Regions from separate parts of the Sus scrofa genome. Here region 1 is linked to region 2. The links are chromatin contacts, called in public HiChIP or PLAC-seq maps. All regions are on one chromosome and are shown on one strand. Each heading gives the region's core, a stretch centred on a gene start, on an enhancer-like site or on the middle of the called end of the contact. The rest is flanking DNA. Distances are from core to core; before and after follow the strand shown.

Region 1 (6,621 bases), core at 3,282-5,781, 210 kb after region 2:
ATTTTTATTATTTTCTTTTTTGGCCACCCTTCAGCATATGGAGTTACCAGGCCAGGGATCAGATCTGAGCAGCAGTTGTGACCTGTGCTTCGGCTGTAGCACTGCTGGATCCTTTAACTCATTGTGCTTGACTAGGGATTGAACCTGCCTCCTGGTGCTGCAGAGATACTGGCGATCCCACTGTGCCACAATGGAAACTCCTTATTGCTTTGTTTTAGTACTGGTTATTATTGAGTTTGTGGTTGCTCTAGTATATATATATATGATATTTTAAAACAATGAAATTGTGTTTATATCTTTAAACAATTTGTCTGCAGGGCCTTCTATCCCCTGTCACATTATAGTCCATAAGTTTCTATTGGAGTTCTGTAGCAAATTATCATTTTAAAAATGATTCATGGTTAAAAAAATAAAACAAACCCTGGGAGTTCCCATCGTAGCGCAGTGGTTAACGAATCCGACTAGGAACCACGAGGTTGTGGGTTCAGTCCCTGGTCTTGCTCAGTGGGTTAAGGATCCGGCGTTGCTGTGAGCTGTGGTGTAGGTTGCAGACATGGCTCAGATCCGCATTACTGTGGCTATGGCATAGACCAGCAGCTACAGCTCCAATTTGACTCCTAGCCTGGGAACCTCCATATGCCATGGGTGAGGCCCTAAAAAGACAAAAAAAAAAAAAAAAAAGAAAGAAAAGAAATACAGCTGGATCAAATGGGCTTGCCTTTCACTTAGGACAGTTCACTGAAGGAGTCTTAGTGGTGATGGAGGACGATGAGGAGGAAGGTAAGGGAAAGCAGAAGCCAAATTAGTCCAATACCCCATCTCTCTTGCATGGGAAGAACAATTCTAGGAAGAAAAGGGAGGAGAAATTCTCGAAGACAGTGGAATTTCTTACTGCCTCTTCTCTTTAAGGTGTCTCAGCTGCCAACAGTGACATGTGAGCGTACTTTAAAGTCACCTCAGTAACTGAAGATGTTTTGCTTGCAATTGCCAATTTATACTGTTTTCTTCCCAAAAAGTGATGGTCAATTGAGAAGAGACACTAGACAGAAGTCCAGTAGGATTTCTTATGAAATGTGAGCCAAGAGTTTGGAATTGTTTTAATGGTATTTACCAGAAGAAAATGAAAAACATATTTAGTATAGAAATGAACCTCTGAAATGGATCTTGAAAAGCATGGTCCTCATTCCTCATATGAATCATATGAATCAGAAGTGTGTTAATATGCAGATTGTGATCAAGTAGGTCTGGGGTGAGGCCTGAGACTCTGCACTTCTTTACAAGCACCCAGGAGATATCACTACACTGGTCTGCGGCCCACTCTTTGCATAACAAGATTATAAAGGATGGGATAGTCTGATAAAACACCAGCATGATGGAGATATGAAAAAATCAAGACACACTTGGAAAAGCTGTGATTTAGGCAGGAAAAAAACACATTGAGATTCCACAATTCTCTGCTCATTATGGGGTCTATAGGAGCCTTAGACTATGAGCAGACAGACTAGGAAAGAGAGATCACAACAAGTGCTAGATGGAGAATGGAGGGGCCAAGAGAACAGCTTGTGAACAGAGTCCAAGGCTGGACTGAGGCCACCAAGGAAAGGATCACCAGAGACCCAGTCCCATTGAATTAATGCCTCATTGTCTACATGATGGTTTGCAGCTGTCAGATGGTGTGTTCTAATTTTTGTTTTGAAAGCGCAGTCCAATGATGTGTGTTAAATGAGAGGCTAGCAATTGTATGCTTGCCTATCCAGGAAACAAAGGGTTTGTACCTCCTCAGCACCAATCACATTAAAAAATAAATCTCCCTTTCCTGCTTCTCATCTGACTCTAGCTTGGAGAAGCCAGCAACAGGAATTGGGGTAGGTGGGTAGGGCAGAGTAAGGAAAGGGAGGAAGAGCAGATCACATTCTTCTTCTTGTGGCTGGACTCCATCTCAGGGAGGAAGGGAAGAACTTTGAATAGGGAATTGAGAATTGAGATAGATCAAGAAAAGGATAGTATATTTCCAATAAAGGAAAGTATGGATTCATCTTAACTCTTCTACTTCTTGGTCTCCAGGTAAACATGTGATTGATCTTGTTAGCGGGTTCATAGTTCTTATGCTTCCCCCCACCTATATTTTTCATGTTTTCCTCTCCGTACATTGGTCTAGATATTTTCTACTTGTCTATCTTCTCGGGGTGCCACTTCTGCTCCCAATTGCCCTTGATATCTACTAACTTCCTGCATCTCTGTTTTATCTTACTCTACTTGGACTAACTCACCTTAAAATACTCAATTTTTTATGTTCTATTCTATGGGTGGAGTGTCCCATCTTACACTGGCAAGCCCATCAACAATCCCACTATCCTAAGCCTGACCCACAGAATTTCCGAACAAGATGATGACATCCACATCTTTGAAACTCATGAAAAAAAAAATGGGAAGCAAACATGGAATTAAAAAAAAAAAAAACTTCTGTAATAGGGTAGGGTAACATTTTTGACAGCCAAGAAAGAGGTCCTATAAGAATATCTTACAGAGAAAGGACAGAATTTAGAAAGGATAAAGATGAAGTTGGCAAGGCTCCATTTATGACAGAGTGAAAGGACTCAGCCAATGTGCAACAGAAACTGATATGAACGAGTGGTTGACGGCCATTTCAGTATTAACATCGGATCGATAGCATACAGTGGATTAAACTATTAAACCAGCTTGTTCCTTCAAGATGTTCTTAACGAGTGTGAAGAATGTGTAAGGCTGAGGAGCTTCACTTTCTACATGGTACAAATCCCCATGGATTCTTATGCCCCTCCTCCCCTTCACTGGGAGGCTGCCGGAGTTACTGTGTTAGGTATATCCTGGGCAGGCCTATGGGAACCAATCAGGTACTTCCTCTATCATGTTACAATGCTTCCTTCGTCTGTGAGGGTATCCATTCTGTGAGCTATAACTTAAGAAAATATAAACAAGATATTAGAACAGAGCAAAAGATTGCCTCTGGTCTTGCATTATGCCATGATAATTTTTGTATCCTTGCTACTGTGGAATACTTTTGCTAGACATCTCTCCTTGCTGCAAAGTTTAAATATATATATATATATTTTATATATATAGTATATATATATATATAAACTTTTGTATGTCATCACCATCAATCATGTGGGGCACAAAAGAAGGAGGCAGATGCCTCAAGGGAGTGGAACACTAACCAGGTCACATCTGTGGTGCTTGACCATAGACAAACCTTTTCTGTTGGCTTCTCCTAAATTGCAAGTACTCAAATATCTGTTCTCCTCTGACTTGTAAAATAAGTCAACAGTTAACGAGAAAGGCCTCAACATTAGAGGACTGAGAAAGCAGGGAACAAACTGTGTTATAGCTTTGTTATCTTGAATAGAAGATAAGGAGAGTCTATACAGACATTTTGACTCCAGTCTGTCTGTTTCTATTTTCTTTCTTTCTTTTCTTTTTTTTTTTTCTTTTTTTTTTTTTGCCTTTTTATGGCTGCACCTTTGGCATAGGAAGTTCTGTGGCCAGGGGTCAGTCTAATTGGAGCTGCAGCTGCAGCCTATGCCACAGCCACAACACCACCACCAGACCTGAGCTGCATCTGCAACCTACACCAGCAGCAATGCCAGGTCCTTAATCCACTAAGTGAGGCCAGGGATCAAACGTGCTAAGCCACAACAGGAACTCCTACTTTCTATTTCTCAGTTTCTAAAGAGGTTCTATCTAATTATCCCATAAATCTGTTCCAGGTAAAGAACTATCTGTAAAATGCTCTATGACTCAATGTCCATGTGTGTCACAAGCTCTGTAAACTGCTCTGAGAACTGCAGTGAGAATTACTTTGACATAATCACAAGAGCAAGATTATATCCTGATCACCATGTGAAATGCTTCACAGACATCTCTACAGCTAATCTAATTCTGTCTAAAAAAGGAGAAATAAGGAATGGCGAATAAGGTGCAGGTGGCTATGAACATGAAACTTAAAATATATTAGTTTATAACCACCAACCTTAATCCTACAGATGTATTTTTATATTATCTTCAACTTTCCTGTTCATGTGGTGAGTACTCAAAATGCTCAATGTCAGCTTTTTGAAAAGAGGAATTGCAACTCGTATCAGTCAGGACTCTAATAAGGACACAAGAATTGGAGTGAGATGATTGAGAGAGCTGATTTACAAAGGAACTATTTGACACTTGTTGGGTAGGGGAATCACATGATAGCACAGCTGTTAACCACCCCTAGGCCCAAAGAGATGAGATGGTTACCGGAAAATGGAAGGAAGGAGTCTCATAGAAGTCCTCTTGAAAGGAGCAGTATCCCCTTCAGTAGAGTGACACAGTCTACAGCCTCTCATCAGGGAGAGAACCAGAGAAATAAACCCTCTACCGTCACTGTCTCCCTCCCTCCATGCTCCTTCCCCATGTATAAAACCTAACCAGTAGCTGGAGGGCAGAGGAATCTGCTCATGTAGTCTATTTCATAATCCTCACCCTTCTTAGGGAAGGATGTAACAAGATAAACAATGGATCCAGAAGGGGAAGTTCAAGATAATGTTCACATGATCTTCCTACACTCAGTGTTGGCAGAGGGATGTAGGAGGAAGTCCAAAATTGTGGTTAGGAGGGCAGACTCTAGGGTCACACCACCCAAGTTCAAGCCAGTATCTACAGTTTGCTAGCTGTGAAAATGAGAACTTGGGCAAGATTTTTAACTTTTTTTTTCATTTATTATTTATTATTATTATTTTGCTTTTTAGGGCCACACCTGTGGCATACGGAGGTTCCCAGATTAGGGGTCCAGTCAGAGCTAAAGCTGCCAGCCACAGCCATAGCCACAGCCACAGCAACGCAGGATCCAAGCCGCATCTGCAGCCTACACCACAGCTCATGGCAATGCCGGATCCTTAACCCATTGAGCCAGACCGGGGATCGAACCTGCAACCTCATGGTTCCTAGTCAGATTTGTTTCTGCTGTTCCACGATGGGAACTCCCAACATTTTTACCTTATTTATGCCTCAGTTTTCTCATCTGTAAAATAAAATTAGTAGTATCTAAGCCCATTTGAAAGTTTAGACAAGATAATATGTGTAAAGCACTTATAATAGGCCTGGCACATAGTACTCAATAAATGTGTTGGTTTTTTTTTTTTTTAACATTTTTTCCATATAGTAAATTCCTTTCTATAAATTCAATTTATTTTCTTATTATTAATGACTTTATTTATTACATAGATTAAACATAATTTCTGCTTTGGGGTGTATACATCCAGCCCTATTCTCCTCTGTATACATAATTTTACAAAAAAATGGGCTGATATTATATACATTATTTGGTTGTCTACTTTATTCTCACTTAACATTGGAAATCTTTCTATGTCATTCAATATTTAAAAAATAGTTTTTAGTGGGTACATTTATGATTTTGTCATTTGGAGGTACAATACTTTACTAGTAAATCCCTTTTGTTGGATGTTTAGGTTATATCCATTTTTTAAACCAATATCAGTTATATACCTATGGTAATTCCATTAAGATAAAATTATTGAAATAAAAAACTTGTAGATCTAACATAGCTTCTCTTTGAGGATTTTTCTTATTCTAATCAATATTTTATCCTTCTTTCAATATTGTTTAAAGGTGCCAACATATTAGACAAAGAAATCTTTGGTAACGTAAGTGTTAACTTCTCTAGAGACAACCATATAATCCTTTAAGATTGCATGAAAATGTGTACAAATGACACTGAGGTTTCTGAAGCCCAAATATTTGCCTCTTTGGGGAAATCTTAAAGGGACATATTGACAAGATGACAATTCAACTGTAGCTTTGGAAAATATTTTCTTTCCAAATGTTATTATCCATTTGGATAAATGAACATATTTCCTGTTAGATCAAAGAACTCAACACAGGAAAAGTACAAGCATGGATATTCCCTTCACCCCCATCCAACTTCTGAGACTATTCCTAGACCCTAGGTCGCTCTAGGAAAATGTGGTCACCTAGAAAGACCCTTCCCCTCTAGTTTCTAGTACTCCTTATTCCCAACAAGATGAAAGATAACATTCTTCTGAAAGGAAAGCAGAAGGAGGAAACACAAATTGGTTAAACATTTCTTATTAATGTCTTCCTAAGAACTTCACATTCAGTACTTCAATACTCCCTTGCAAATAAGCATAAAATTCTCTAGACAGCTCACTTCTCTATCCAAAAAAGAAGGATGCATGTCTTCCTTAATTCATTTTAGGTGATGCCTGGCACAACTTAGTATTTCACTGAAAGACAGGTAGCAAGTATTATTTGGTAGAGCTAAGAATAAGACAAGAAAGGAGTCACCCGCTTTCATCTGGCCTGAAGAAAAAAGGAAAGTGCTCTTCTATAAGGAGTACTCAGACCGATGCATGACATAGTGCAAAACTTTAACACAATGTAGTTAAACATAAAATTCAAATATTAAACATTCAAGCACATGAAAGTCATCTTCTGACAGTTGAACTGGTCCACTCTGATGCTGATGGTACGATGCTGACTTGGTCGTAGTATCTTGGAGAACAGCTATGTCATCTTCTCCAAATGACCATTCTCCTTTGAGGAACAATAGTTTGTTCAGAACTCTTAGTG
Region 2 (6,213 bases), core at 631-3,130:
GGCCTCGCTGCTCAATGGGTCAGAGATCCGGTGTTGCCATGAGCTGTGGTGTAGGTTGCAGACATTGCTTGGATCCCTCATTGGTGTGGCTGTAGCTCTGATTCAATTCCTAGCCTGGGAACTTTCATATGCCTCAAGTGTGGCCCTAAAAAGCCAAAACAAGCAAAAAAAAAAAAAAAAAAACACCAAGGATCTAGAGATCCACGGTATTCTGGCCCCAAAAAGTATTTCATTAGGGTCCCTTGGATCTACTGGCATTAATGATCTGGTGTCTGCTCTAGATGAGTAAATTAACTTCAGCTAGGAGGAAAAATATCTCAGATACAAAACCAAAGGCCAGAGGTCAAAGGATTAGTCAACTAGTCCTTCAAATGCATCAGTGGAGAATGAGGACAGCTCAATGTACAATCCATCAAGTCAGTACATCAAGGTGCAAATACATCCAGCACCGTTCATCAAGGTCCAAGAGGATATGATCCCTTGTTCCTTAAAGAGGCTATGCTTTGCTTCCAGCTGGCCACAAGGTGGCAGTGTTTCTCCTCTGACTGCCCTGCTTGCATAAAAGACTGTTATCCCTACAGAAACATATTCCAGTCAGTTCATGTTTTAATTCATTTTTTTTTCCAGTAGAGGCACAGCACAGCATGGAGTAGTAGGTTAAGGGTTCTATCTAGAACCAGGTAAATTCAAGTTCAAATAGTAGCTCTGACACAAATTAATTTATGACCTTGAATTTAACATCTCTGGATTTCCGTTTCCTCACCTGTAAAATGAAAGACACATCTCGCCTGTCCTTTATCTAATTGACAGGAATAAGAAGAATATACACCTGCAAGTGTAATAAATTAGAATGTACTATGACACTGGTTCTTAACTATTAATGTGTGTAAGAATCACTTGAGGAAACATTTAAAATGCGTATTTCCCAAGTCCTGCTCCTGGAGATGTTCGGTAAGTAAGTCTGGGAATGTGTGTATCACCAAGCACCCTTGATAACTGTGATGCTGAAGGCACTTGGGCCACAATTTAGGACACTGCATTATGCAAATACATGCTATGGCAGGAAAGAGACTAAGGCACAGAAGTTATCCTTAACTTCCCTTAAAATGGTACGTATTTTCTCTTTTGAATAAAAAGCTTTACAAAGTCTCTTCTATTCCAAGATTAACTAATAAAAGGCAGAATTTTGTGGGTTTTTTCCATCCTTTTATATTCCCAGCAAGTTCTGGGAAGTATGTCTTGGGTGATCATCGGACTGAGGACAGTCTGCAGAGCATCCCTAAAAGTCACAGATAATTTATGCAGATTATTAGGTGATAGGACTTAGCTCAACAGAGTCGCCTTGAACTTTGCCTTTGAACTCCCATGGGCTTCTCTTTGCTTCCAAATAAATGACCCAGTGCCCTCTGGTAATGGCTGACTCATGGGCTTCATTAAGCAGATGAGACAGTTATGCAAGAAGCTTAGCAATGAAATTCCACAGATCTCCTGGAGATTTCTCACACCATGGCTGTCACCAGACTACCAGGATTTTTTGACTAGTACTGGCAGGATTTTCAGTTTCTAAGCAAAAGACTTGGCCCTCTGCTCCTCAGAGGATGCTCTTCCACTGAGCTGTTGCCCTGGCAGAGAGGGTCTGATTGACAAAGTGAGCAGAGAAGGAGAGATACGCCTTCTGGCCTCTGGGGTACCTGGCCAGCCTGGAATAGCCTGGATGTGACAATCCCTGCACCTGGATGTGGGCATTTCTACTCTCATCTTAGGCAACAGGAGACAGGGCTGTTAGCAAACTTTTCAGAAACGGCTGTAGCAATTTGCTTCGCTTGAACTGTGTTCAGACTTCGCACTGCTAGAGAAAGGAAGGTACTTAAATGGAACTACAGACTTTTTACTCTTCCAGCAAACTCTTATTGAACACTTCCTCTTTATGAGTCAGGTGCCATTTTAGGCCCTTCACTAAGAAGTTAATAAAATAGCCAAAGGCTCTACTCTTGGTAGAAGTGAGATTCTAACAGTAGGAGATGCACAATAAATAATCAATGGATTTGATTGCACGTGGGAGGGTCTGCAAAGCTCATTTGTTGAATTGGTAGAACCCGGAAGCAGGAAACAAGGGTGGTCTCTATGCAGCAGTTTCCACACCCACTCCTGCCAAGGCCTTCTTGTGCAGAGCACACTCTGCCCTTAGACATTTTTTTCACTCCCACTTTTCTAGGAATTGACCTATGCCTCACACCTTACTCATCTTTTCACTGAGAAAGGACTTTCTCAAGAACATAGAATTTGGAAAGTCCCCTTCTTCACCCCTCCCTTTTTGTTTTCAATCAAGATGAAGTTCACATAACATTACCCACTTGAAAGTGTTCAGTTCGGTGGCATTTAGTACATTCACAACATTGTGCAACCACCACCTCTATCTAATTCCAAAACATTTTCATTGCTCCCGCAGAAAACCCTCATCCATTAAGAGGTCACTTCTCCCTGTCTTCTCCCTCCAGCCCCTGGAAACCACCAATCTGCTTTGTGTCTCTAAGGGTTTAACTCTTCTGGACATTCCCTATAAACCGAATCACGTAATATGTGGTCCCGTACATCTGGCTTCTTTCATGAAGCTGTATATCTTAGTACTAAAACATGCAAGTGAAGCTGCAGATTTTAATTCCGCACAGCCAGAAAAGGAAATGTAATGCCAGCTAATTCTTATCTGAGAGCAGCAATCAAAGACTTCTCTTTTTCTTTTTCTTTTTTTCTTTTGCTTTTTAGGGCTGCACCCGTGGCATGTGGAAGTTCCCAGGCTAGGGGTCGAATTGGAGCTGCAGCTGGAGTCCTACACCACAGCCACAGCAATGCCAGATCCAAGCCGTGTCTGCAGTCTACACTGCAGCTCATGGAAATGCCAGATCCTTAACCCACTGAGCGGGGCCAGGCGTTGAACCCGCATCCTCATGGGTACTAGTCAGATTCATTACTGCTGAGCCACAGCGGGAACTCCCCAAAGATTTTTCTGATTTTTTTCAGCTTCAGAAGGCGATATATGCAGTGCTTGTCAGACTCCTATTTCCTAGGGCAAGTTTGCTTTGAATAAAGAGCCAGAATACCAATGACAACGGTAATAGTTCTGATAGATCATCTCATAGCCTTACCTCAGTTTCTGCCTTTACTGTCAAGAAGAGCAAGTGTTTCGATAGGGACGGTTACTGAGATGATTTCCTGCAGACAGTGAGGTCAGAGGGTCTCAGATGTGGAGAAGTTTAAGGTAACTTTACTCTTCCATTTAGGAGTAATAACACTGGCCCATGCAAAAACCCTTTTAGATTTTATTTTCATCAATGCATTTTTCTCCCAGACTTTGAGGTAGGTATTATTACACCCATTTTAAGGATGAAGAAACCAAGGCTCCAAGAAGATGAAGCTTTGCACAAATTCATGTATCTTTCGCTGACAACTTAGACTGATTTTTTTGCCCTCTCAAGAGAGTGCTGAAACAGTAAACAGTGTCGCTTGCAAGGAACTCTTAGTCATCCCCTCACCAGAAGCCCAATGAATTTTCACTGACAACCGGCCTGGGTTTGACATAAGTTTTGGAGTTAGGTGAGGGGGAGCCTACCCCCACCTAGAGAAGTCTCTCAGTTGACACTCAGGAAAGATAACCAGATCAGGCTCAGTTCAGCCATGTGCCTCCTATGCCTCTCCTCACTTTTCACAAACTGTGTGTGTGTGTGTGTGTGTGTGTGTGTGTGTGTGTGTGTGTGACTTCTCTATTTTGTTTCAGGTTTACAGAGTGCCATGGTTTGTAATGAGAGCTCTAGTGGCATTCTTTGCTTCCACGTGATTCTTTCTTGATTGCACTTGACAAAATGATTGAGATGGCAGCTAAGGGGATTTAGGAGAACAAATACACACAGACCTTTCCTGTTACATTGCGTAATATTATAGTTTATTAAGGAATATGTACTGAATATTTTTCCAACTGTAATACACTCAGTTGAATGCTAGGGATAGAGCAATGAGTGAGGATAGGCACTGTTCTTACTTCATTCAATTTATCTCCTTCATTGAGTTTATCTCGTGGTGGACATATGTAGTGGGAAACACCTGTCATAGTTAACAAAATGAATTCTTTTCTAATAAGGGCTAGCAAGAAAAAGTACAGGTGTTATGAATTGGTTATAACAGGGAAACCTAATCTAGACTGAGATGGGGGTAGAAGATCAGGGAACGGCTTCTCAATGGAATGATATCAAATTGTGCTTCTTTCCATATCTGTCAATAGACAGAGGTAGAGATATGAACAGATATTCATGAAAAATTTTAAATTATTATCTCCAGGTAGTGAGCACTGGAGTTATTTAGGATTATTCTTTTTCATATACATATTATATATGTATGTGTATATACATATATATTTTATGTACATATGTGTATGTGTATATATATATATATATATATATATATATATGAAACAAGTATTTTTAAGGCATTTCCTATTCAGATAAAGTACTTAACACATTTGTTGAAAGTTAGATTTAAGCACAATCAAGTCTACAACTGGACTACGTTTTACCCATTTTTTTGTCTTTGTAACTTTTACTAAATAAGGAGCCTTTTGATATTCATGGAGGAACTTAAGAAATCTCAGATGTTTTATTTTTCCAAGAACTGGATTGCAAAATAGTCATTACAATTTCAAATACTGACAGTGTCTGCTGGACCCTAATTGAAGCCATCACATGAGACGAATTTTCCTGAAACACCAGGCAGCTAACGTCCTTTATGATGCCCTCGCTCAAGTCAGAGCACCTTTGCTGTTTGGTATATGAAGGAAGCTATTGGGCAGTTTCCCATACTTGGGAGCTTACTGTCTTGTGGGAAAGACAAGCCAAGGACATAAAAACACATATTGAGTGCACATGAGCTGGAGTCTCTCATTCCTGTGAATAACCCAGGATGTCAGGCAGGACATTTTGACCACAATCATTTAACCTCTGTGGCAATGATTGCACATGAATCACCTAAGGGGGTAAATTTAAATCATGTAGGATGGTTCTCATGCACAGACTCCAATGAAGAGGAAGCAGTGCTGACATCTAAATTCCTAACATAGTTCTCCGTTAATGAATTCCGGTGAAGAGCCCCTGAGAGGTACTGACTGAGAGGTCCTGGAAATGGGCTTCCAGGAGACTTGAATCTTCTAAAATTATCTATTAAATTGAGCTTGCATGTAAATTTATCTAGGAATCAGCCCTTTCTGTTCATCAGTTTCTCTATCATCCATGTAGTAAATGAGAGACAAATCACCTCCTTGAAAATGGGTGCAAGCGTATTGCCATGCATTTCTCAGGCGCCAGGTGCTCGTCTAGCACTTCATGGACATTGCTCACTTCAACAAAAACCTCTGAACCACGTGTTTACGGAAGACGAGTTAATAGTCCCTCCATCTCCTTAACACCCTGTACAATTCTGCCAGTTACAGTATACAGTTCAGAGTTCCCCTTGTGGCTCAGTGGGTTAAGAACCCAACTAGTATCTCTGAGGATGTGTGTTTGATCCCTGGCCTCACTCTGGCTCACTGGGTTAAGGATCCAGTGTTGCACAAGCTGCGGCATGGGTCACAGATGTGACTTGGATCTGGTGTTGCCTTCGCTGTGGCAGATGTCGCAGCTGCAGCTCCAATTCAATCCCTGGCCCAGGAACTTCCATATGCCTCAGGTGCGGCCCTGAAAAGGGGGGAAAAGGTGTATAGTTCAAAGGTTTGTAGTATATTCATGGAATTGTGCAGCCATCACCATAATCTAACTTTAGAACATTTTCATCACCTCTTGCAAAACACCCATACTCATCAACATTAACAATGAATTTTCTCACTTTCAGCTCTAGGTAACCACTTACCTACTTTCTTACTTATATACTTATATATAATTTACTTATATATTCTAGATATAGTGGAATCGTGCAATATGTTGCTTTTTTTGACTGGCTTTTTTTCACTGAGCAAATATTTCCAAGGTACATCCATGTTACATTATGTGTCAGTACTTCATTCCCTTTTATGGATGAATAATATTCCATGGTATAGATATATCACATTTTATTTATCTGTTGGCAGACATGCGGGTTGTTTACACTTCTTAGCTATTATGAATAATGCTGTTATGCACATTCGTGTACTAGCTTTTAATGAACTGTCAAACTTTTCTATAAACTGCTTGTACC

The links. HiChIP or PLAC-seq counts read pairs in DNA pulled down with a chosen protein or histone mark.
Region 1: an H3K27ac HiChIP or PLAC-seq map of alveolar macrophages shows a contact between it and region 2. The contact joins two enhancer-like sites. A contact is called at or near these places in 1 of 5 promoter capture datasets (liver), 12 of 47 Hi-C or Micro-C datasets (alveolar macrophages, embryonic fibroblasts, fibroblasts and 7 more) and 2 of 2 datasets of contacts at active chromatin or transcription factors (alveolar macrophages and skeletal muscle).

The regions. Positions count from the first base shown.
Region 1 is chr14:101,167,365-101,173,985 of Sscrofa11.1, forward strand. It overlaps a transcript of LIPA not described here. Among named protein-coding and RNA genes, the nearest start is that of LIPA, 8.6 kb to the left of the region's middle. Within about 2 kb of position 4,532, at least 8 of the 83 cell types and tissues checked have an H3K27ac peak or open chromatin away from gene starts, as enhancers often do. A contact at or near this core is called in alveolar macrophages, where this site is marked.
Region 2 is chr14:100,961,706-100,967,918 of Sscrofa11.1, forward strand. No RefSeq gene overlaps it. Among named protein-coding and RNA genes, the nearest start is that of FAS, 38 kb to the left of the region's middle. Within about 2 kb of position 1,881, at least 6 of the 83 cell types and tissues checked have an H3K27ac peak or open chromatin away from gene starts, as enhancers often do. A contact at or near this core is called in alveolar macrophages, where this site is marked.